2 separate regions of the Pan troglodytes genome follow, and region 1 is linked to region 2. The links are chromatin contacts, called in public HiChIP or PLAC-seq maps. All regions are on one chromosome and are shown on one strand. The core of a region is the stretch at or near the end of the contact, and the rest is flanking DNA. Distances in the headings are between cores, read along the strand shown. Region 1 holds the start of UBE4A (ubiquitination factor E4A). Region 2 holds the start of SCN4B (sodium voltage-gated channel beta subunit 4).

Region 1 (4,393 bases), core at 715-3,214, 210 kb after region 2:
GTGCTGGAATTACAGGCATGAGCCACTGCACCCAACCCCATTTTAACTATTTTTAAGTGTACCATTCAATGGCATTAAATATATCCACAATGTGTAGCCATCATCAGTACCCATTTCAGAACTTTTTCATCCTCCTAAACAGAAACTTGGTACCCATTAGACAATAACTCCCATTCGCCTCTCCCTCCAATCCCTGGTGACCTCTATTATACTTTCTCTCTCAAGGAATGTGCCTATTCTGTGTACCACATATAAATTGAATCATACACTATTTAGTCCTTTCTGTCTGGCTCGTTTCACTTAGCATAACGTTTTCAAGGTTCATCAATGTTTCAGCATGTATCAGAACTTCATTCTTTTTCAAGGCTGAATAAGTCATCTGTAGCTATATACCATATTTTGTTTATGCATTCATCTGTTAATGAACATTCTGGGTTATTTCTACCTTTTGGTTATTATGAATAATGCTACTGTAAATATATGTATACAAGTATCTGAGTTCCTGCTTTCAGTTATTTTGAACATCTATATCAAAGCGGAATTGCTTGATCATGTGGTTATACTATGTTTAACATTTTGAGGAATCATCAAACTGTTTTTCCAAAAAGTCTGGACTATTTAACATTGCCATCAGCAACGCATAGGGTTTCAATTTCTCCACATCTGCCAACAGTTACTTTCCTTTTTTTTATAGTTGCCATCCTAGTAGGTATTAAGTGGTATCTCATGATTTTTATTTTCATTTCCCTAAAGACTAGTGATGTTGAGCACTCTTTCATATGCTTATCCACCATTTGTACAGTTGGCCTTCCATATCTGTGGGCTCTGCATCTGTGGCTTCAACCAACCATGAATTGGAAATATTCCAAAACAAATTTCATCTGTATTGAACATGTACAGACTTTTTGTCATTATTCCCTAAACAATACAACACTATTTAGATTTATGTTGTATTAGGTATTATAAGTGATCTAGAGATGACTTAGTCATCTCTAGGATGACACAGGAGGATGTGCATAGGTTATATGCAAATACTGCATCATTTTATGTAAGGAACTTGAGCATCCTTGGATTTTGGTACCCAAGGGGGTCCTGAAACAAATCCCCCACAGATACCAAGTGGATAGTCATTCTCTTGGAATGTATCTTCTTTGGAGAAATGTCTATTCAAGTCCTTTGCTCTTTTTTGAACTGAACTGTTTGGGGGTTTTTCGTTCTTGTAGTTCTTTATATATTCTAGAGATGAATCCTTTATCAGATATATGAGTTGCAACTATTTTCTCTCAATCTGTGAATTTTCACTTGCACAGCGCTTTTAACTCTTGAAAATTATGCTGCTTCTATTATTTATGTGTATCCCGATCTCTTGCCCTCGTGACCTGCCCGTCTCAGCCTCCCAAAGTGCTGGGACTACAGGCGTGAGCCACTGTGCCTGGCCATCTATGTGTATCTCAAAACAACCTTGTAGGATGTATACTGTCTCCACTTTACAGATAAGAAAACTGAAATCCAATCAAAGATAGCACACTCCAAAGATTGCTCCAAAGACAGCACAACAATAACAACAAACTTGTAGTTGTTATTGCTGTTAGTGTTATCCCTTTGAATAATAGAGAGTAACAGAAGCTGCTTCAAAAAGGTCTAGGACTGGTGGGAAAATAAGAGAGCAGACCCCCAACAGAGGTTGCGAGCAGAGCCGGGGATCACAGAGTTTTATCTGCCCTCGGTACGCTGATTTCCAAAACCCAGCCTCATATTCTATACTCCAAAGCGCACTGCCAGGTGGCCCAACTCCAGCCCCCACAATCCGATGCCAAAGCCACTTCTTGCCACTTCCGGCCCGCCTCCAGCCCGCCGCTAACAAGCTAGCGCATGCGCTGTAGGACTATTTGCTCGCCGGTCCCCCGGGTGAGCCTGCACACCGTGCTTCCGGCGCGGAGATGAACTTCCACATGCCCCGGCGCTTGTTGATGACGTAACTTCCGGTTGCTGTGCTGAGTCGGAAGTGAGAGGCTTTCGGCCGCTGAGTTTCTGTCGTGTCGTCGCTGCTGGCACTTCAGGCTCTGGTAAGGCAGGCAATAGCTTCAGGGGACGGGGTCGTTGACTTTGCGTTGTGATGTTTTCTGCTGGTCCAATGCGACTTAGCCTGTTCACTCTTATCTTCTCCAAATTCTTTCTCCTGTGCTTTCCTAACCAGGGACCTTCTCCTTCTTGAACTTCGACCCTGTCTGATTTGGAACCCCTTACAGTGCCCCAGCTTCTGATGTCTCTTTGTACATTTCTGTCCCCATCTTTGCCAAGCCCCTCCTGGAAGAGGCCAGAGCGCTATCATTGCATTATCTTTTGACTTAACTTTCTCTAGAACGTGCCCCGGGCGGGTGGATCTCCCTCCTTCCCGCGAATCCCTTATGGAACATGGAAGGATAAAATATAAAGAGTAGATAACAAATAGGCAGATGCCAAGAAGATAAGATTAATCGCGAGTCGTAAGCAAACCAGTTCAATGCATACGTCAGGGTGTTGATATTTCTTAAGGCAGGTGATGAGTTCACCACAGATAACTCTTGGGGCACTCTGCTTCATGTTTCCTTGGGTTTAGAAGACACTTCTAAAATTGAGTGACCGTGCCTCATGACCTTATATTTGATGAGCCTTCCTTTTAGGATCAGTTTTATGCCCTGACAGCAAGCATGTGTTTAGTCTCGCTGTCATTTACTGTTTTGGTCTCACGTGGAAGCCCACCTGCGATAAAATGGGATCCAAGAAGGACTGCTGTCTGCTTTTTGACTTGAGATCCTTCTAGGCTGCAGATAGATGTGTTGATGGAATTTGTTGCCACATTAGCATGGCCTGATAGTGTTAGGTGAAACATACGACAACGAAAATTGTTTCTTAATTTCTATTTTAAATTGATATTTTAATTTCTATTTTAAATTGATATATGTATTATTTGCCAGGACACAGACCTTATGGGAGTATGATTTGATAGAGCTTGATTTTGACGATCCCAGTTTTACAAAGTGTTCCAGATATTTCTGTTGAAAAACAATACCAAGTCTGATGTTAACACACTTGTGTGTTCATGAGAGCTGACAATGGTCTTAAAGGATTAGTGGTACTATTCATAAACAAAAGCTTGTGTCAGGAGGAAGTGACAGAATTTTGTAGGACAGCTATTATAGATACAGATCTTTGCAGCAAGTATATCAGAGTGAAACTTGTTTTCAGGGAGGATATATTTTAAAAGAATCAAATCCAAAAGCTTCTAAGGTTGGTAGCTGTAACATCCCAAAGTGTCTGACAACAGGATAGTGTTGTATCTCTGTATGGCAGTTGAAAATAGGAAAAAAAGTACATACATATATGTGTGTATATATATGTGTGTGTGTGTGTGTATGTGTGTGTGTGTGTATATATATATATATATATTTTTTATTTTTTTTTTTTTTTTTTTTTTTTTTTGAGACAGAGTCTGGCTCTGTCACCCAGGCTCTGCTCTGGAGTGCAGTGGCACAATCTCAGCTCACGGCAACCTCCATCTCCCAGTTTAAAAGTGATTCTCCTGCCGCAGCCTCCCAAGTAGTGGGATTACAGCCTGGCTAAGGTGTGGTGGTATGCGCCTGTAATCGCTTTTAGTGGAGATGGGGTTTCACCACATTGGCCAGGCTGGTCTCAAACTCCTGACTTCAAGTGATCTGTCTGCCTTGGCCTCCCAAAGTGCTGGGATTACAGGCATGACCTACTGCGCCCGGCCCTGAAAATAGGAGATTATAAATCCCGAGTGACATTATTGAATATTAAACAAAATATTTAGGTTTCATTTTATCGGACCTTTAGAGTGGGTGATTATCTGGGTACTCTTACTTTGGTAAGTCCATTGAACAAATCTAAACTGGCATCTCCACAAAGGTTCTCATCAAGTGATCAGTCCTCCTTTTTCCTGTAAAATTTTTCTATAAGTGACTACACAGTTTTAGCCCTTTTTTAATGAAAAAAAGTTTGTGCACAGATTTGACGTACGTGTGAAAAAGATGAGCTTAGTGAAAGGTAGGTGAGAACCTTTTTGTTTTTCACAGATAGTAGAGATGACAACAGAGACTTATTTCCATCCACCATTCTACACATGCCAAGATACCAAAGAACCAGTGTCTAGCCTGGTAGCTTGACCTTCCACTGCAACCTAAGACAAGTAGTAAAGCCCTTACCTTGAAGTAGGGTCATGGGTGATGCTGTTGATTACAAGGAGTTCAGAAAGAACTACATGTAAGATTGAAGCCATTCAATAACTACTTATTTAGGATTTTGTGATTGTGATGTATAATGCCAGACACAGAAGAAAGAATAATCAGATATGAACATGTAATCAGAAGAGCTTACAGCCTAGCAATGTAGA
Region 2 (4,386 bases), core at 1,343-3,842:
TTAGGAAGAGATTGGAAAGCACATAAACCTCAATGGCAATAATATAGCCTTGGAAACTGCTTCTCAGTTTAAGAAAAGGGTATTTTGTTAGGTTATCAAAAATCACTTTGGTCTCAGTCTGTGAGACTGGGTTTGATACGGGGAGAGGGGAAGAGGACTCCTGGGAGTTCACTGCTCTGTACCCAGTCTCCGAAGCTATGAAAACAGCCGCTCTAGGCCCCTCAAGTCTTTATCCTTCCACACCCATGCCCCAGAGCCTCACTTATTCTTCAGCCCTAAGCACAATCACTATTTACCTTCCCCCTCACCAGACTTGAGTTAAGTGGGAAGCAGCGTGGTGTGACAGAGCCCAAGAAACTTGGATTCTGTCCCACTTGGCCATCAATTGGCCATGCACCCCTAGACAAGTCACCATCCCTCTCTGGACCATGACTTCCTCATCTCTAGGAGAGTTCTGTGCTCTGCTTCCCAGAGTTCCTGCCAACTCTGATGTTCCCAGGGAACACCTCCAGTTGGCTGTCCAGTCGTCTCTGTATCTCCCCCACTGGACTGAGAAGGAAAGATGTCATCTATGTCCCAAGCTCAGACCAATGCCCCTGTGAGGGCTCAGTCAGTATTACCTGGTCAAGGGCCAAAGGGACTTTGGTTGGAGTCCCTCTGCAGACCAGAGGGGCAGGGGACAGAGCAGATGAGGCCAGTCCTGGGGCCTGCAGGTCTCCCACCTACAAGTCACTCTGCTTTCTCCTGGGCTCCCAAAGGGTAGCTCAGAAATTCATCTAAACCTGTATCAATAGGCCTTAGCCCCTACCTGGTCTATACAGCTGAACAGTCCTTGGAGAAGGTGGGGCTTCCACCTGGAGCAATGTACCAAGACTGTGCCTACAATCCCCCTTACACACGTGCACACACACACACACACACACATCATTTTCAGGGCCCTCTTGGTTGCCCACAGAGGCCTGGTTCTATGAGTATTCTAACAAACAAGGGACTGGCATCCCACCACCCAGGAAGGTAAGCCAGAGGTGTGAAGTGGGGTAGTTTAATGACTAGCCGAGTTTGAATTCCTCAGTGATCCTTTACCCCTGCCATTGCCACCATGGGGACCTGGGCTGATCTGAGATGGGATGAGGGGAAGTAGCATGGAATGGCGCTGTGCCCACCCTGTGAAAAGGAGCCTCAGGCGTCACTAAGGCCCACTTCATTAAGGTCACTGTGAAACCAGCATGACATCTGTGCCAAGGTACAGGAGAAAACGGGTGTCTTCCATCTAGCGGTACAGAGGTAAATAAACATCCCAAGTACAAGAAATACTCTCTCCCCTCTTCACCACCAGGCACCAACCTGCTAGATCTGCACACAGTTTACATTCGCAGAAACAGTAGCCACTTCCCTTATAGGGTTCTGTCTCCCTGTTTTCAGCAGAAATACCTACACCGTGTGTCTTACCCAATGCAGGGAGCTGCCAAAAGCCAAATCTGACCAATATAAACAGGAAGAGATGCCGTTGCCAGAGATGGAGTCGGCTTACATTAAAGTCTGGCTATGATTTATGAGGAGATTACATCCTGGATGAATAAATATCATTCCCTAATCTCTTGGAGTTTGACACTCAAAACTCTCATGTGCATATTAATAGATATTAATAATGCTTCTTCCTCCGTGTCCTCTGGACATGTCTTCTCTGTCTCCATATTCACTTCAAAAATGAAGAGCCAGGAGCAGGTCAAACAGGTCTTCCCTACGGAATCTCTTTGTAGGAAGAGAGACAAGGCCGTTCCTAAAGGGCCTTGAATGATCCCGCAAGCCCCTCCAGCCCCTTCCAGCTTTCAGGTGCTGCTGTAGGGAAGGCAGTGGCTCCTGAGGGAGATACAGGGCAGAGGAGCAAAGCAGGAAAAGGGCCCAGGAAGAAGGGGACTCCCCCACCCCCAACTGGTGCATGCCTGGTGCCTGGGAAACAAGCAAACGGCTCTGGGCCGGGATGGAAACCACCATTCCAACAGTCACACGTGCAACCCACCTGGTATCCCCTGCACTCAAGGCACGGACCCCCCTCCTCCAGCATCCTGAACCTCTGAACTCTGGAGACCCGCGCTGCAGCCCCAAGATCCAGCTCCAAATACCTGGAGCCGAAGGTGCCAGAGACAGCAAAAAAACTAATCCTGAGACTGGCGGGCTGATGGGGTAGAGAGGGACGCACACGGTCCCCAGGGAGCACAGCCTATGAACCAGGCAGGAACCAGGCAGGAAGCCGGCGGCCACCATCCTCATTCCGTGCCGCACTCCAAAGCCCACCCCATCCAAGGCCTCTTCCTTCTCGAGTGTCCCCTTCTTTGGGGGTGGGGGGAGGCAAGAGAAGAGACCAAGCTGGGGCTGCCTTACCCAAAAGCCCAGTGCCCAGCCATCTCGCCGGGGCTTTGCCTCCGTCCCCAGCCCCGGGCATAGTCCTGTTCTCTCCGGAGCGCGCGGGGGTCTCGGGGATGGGATACTGGGCACAGCCGCGCTCTCCGCCCGAGGTCGGCGTTCGGCCACGAAGCTACCACGGAGCTCTGCGCCGCCGGTCGGGGCTCGGGAAAGTTAGCGGGCAGAGAGCGAGAGGAGGGGGAGGGAGGGAGCGGAGGGGGAGGCGCGCTCGCCCGCTGCTGGGAGCCGGCTGCTGGAGCAACGGCGGGAGGGAAGGAGGAGGAGGAGCCGGAGCAGGAGCGGGAGGAAGACGGAGCGAGCGCAGCGGCGAGCGAGGCTGCGCCTCTGCTCTGGAAGCGCTCCAGCCGCAGGAGGGGCGGTGGCCGCCGCGGAGGCCGGGGCGCCCCCGCCCGCTGCGCACCCTGCCTGCCGCGCCCCGCCTCGCGGTCCCGGAGCCCCGGGACCACGCCGTGCCCCCAACTCCCTCTCCAGTGGGGCTGGGCTGCTGCGGCTGGCACTGCAGGGCCGGCCTGCAGCCACCCGCATCATCCCATGCGCTGAGCTGCCAATTAGGAGCATAGTTCGGGGGGAGTAGAGGTGGAGCTTTTCGGTTGCTGGAAGACTGTTTTGCTTTGCTTGGGGGAACACGGGAAGGTTAGCGGCTCCCTCTCCCAGGACCGCCAAGGGACCGCTTTAAAGTCCGCAGCGGACGCTGCCGCAACGGGTGGGCGTGTGCGGGCTTGCAACTGCAGCTTGCGCCTCCTCGGTGGCCGTGCGACTTGGCGCGCGTGCAGCCTCGGGACCCGCTCCCGCCACCTTCTGCCCCATCGCTCAACAACTCCGGCCGTTGTTTTAGGAAGCCCGGAACAGAGCTTTCCAATTGCAAAATGCCCCGGCCCTCCCTTCCCCCACCCCCACCCCCACGCCACCCCGCCCCACATTTCTCCATGGACCCCTTGGAAATCACCACGCTCCAGGTTAGGGAGCAGGTTGGTCCGCGCCTGGTCTGTGTCCTGCGCCCCATTTCACCCTCCCGCTGCACCCCTGCTTCTCATTTTTCCTACCTAGGCCGTCCCCCTCAGACTCTGCCTTTTCGCCCTCCTCCAACTCTCCCGTTTTCTTCGGAACGGCAGACTCCCTCGGCCTCCCTTTTGGGGTAGGGGTGGAGGAGTCCAGGGTGACAACCAGGTCAGAGGGCTGAGGCGAGGCTGTGAACGAGTAAGCCTTTTCCCAGACAGGCCCAAGTGAAAGAGTTTCACCTGAGCGGTGCTACTTGGGGTGGTGGTTCTGTAAATGAGTCGATCTCCTCCTCAGCACCTTTCCAACCATCCAAGACCCTCCCTGCATCACAGGCCCTCTTTACTGTCTAGGACTGGTCTGGACTGGGAAGCCCGCTCCCACTTCATGGTCTGACTTCTGCTGCAGGCACACCAACGCACCGCCTTCTTAACGAGGGGTCTCTGGGTGGACTTCGGCGTGATCACGGACCCCTTGAGGTTGCAGGCAAAGTGCTGAATGTCTGTTTGCTTTTTCAGGAGAGAGGGTCGCTGCCTTCCCTATAGTGGCACAGAGGCTCTGGCAGCGCCACCATTTATGACTGTATGGCTTTGAGCAAGTTACATGGTCTTCTGGGGGAGCCTCTGCTCCTCACCTATAAAATGGTGAATGCAATGATATTTGCCTCCTAGGCTTATTAAGAGCAATGTTACCCCTGGACCTGGGCAACAGGAGCCTCAGCCCTGGATTTCTGGTTTTAAAGGCCCTCATTCTGGCCCTCCTCTGGCCATGCCCCTCACTGGAGAATGTGTCCATGGGACCAAGGGGGCAGGGCAGGCGGGGGCATGCACCTCCTCCCCTTCTAGACTGTACTCCAGGTATCAGGAACTCTGGAATTCCCTATTCCCCGGATCTGTCCTTTCAAGGGCTGGCTATATCAGGTGTGCACTCAAGGGCTAGAGCAGTGGGCAAGGGACAGCTGTATGC

Evidence for each region. HiChIP or PLAC-seq counts read pairs in DNA pulled down with a chosen protein or histone mark.
Region 1: a contact with region 2 is called in an H3K4me3 HiChIP or PLAC-seq map of stem cell-derived excitatory neurons, with 2.4 times the contacts expected there. The contact joins the promoter of UBE4A here to the promoter of SCN4B in region 2. A contact is called at or near these places in 2 of 7 Hi-C or Micro-C datasets (blood and stem cell-derived neural progenitor cells) and 1 of 1 datasets of contacts at active chromatin or transcription factors (stem cell-derived excitatory neurons).

What each region holds. Positions count from the first base shown.
Region 1 is chr9:120,298,629-120,303,021 of NHGRI_mPanTro3-v2.0_pri, forward strand. UBE4A (ubiquitination factor E4A) reads left to right here and starts at 1,965. Exons shown (of 19, transcript XR_010147323.1): 1 at 1,965-2,066.
Region 2 is chr9:120,090,937-120,095,322 of NHGRI_mPanTro3-v2.0_pri, forward strand. It overlaps SCN4B (sodium voltage-gated channel beta subunit 4), which reads right to left and starts at 2,593. Exons shown (of 5, transcript XM_001159939.7): 1 at 2,383-2,593. The coding sequence starts at 2,443. The region is part of intron 1 of CD3E (CD3 epsilon subunit of T-cell receptor complex); the gene reads left to right.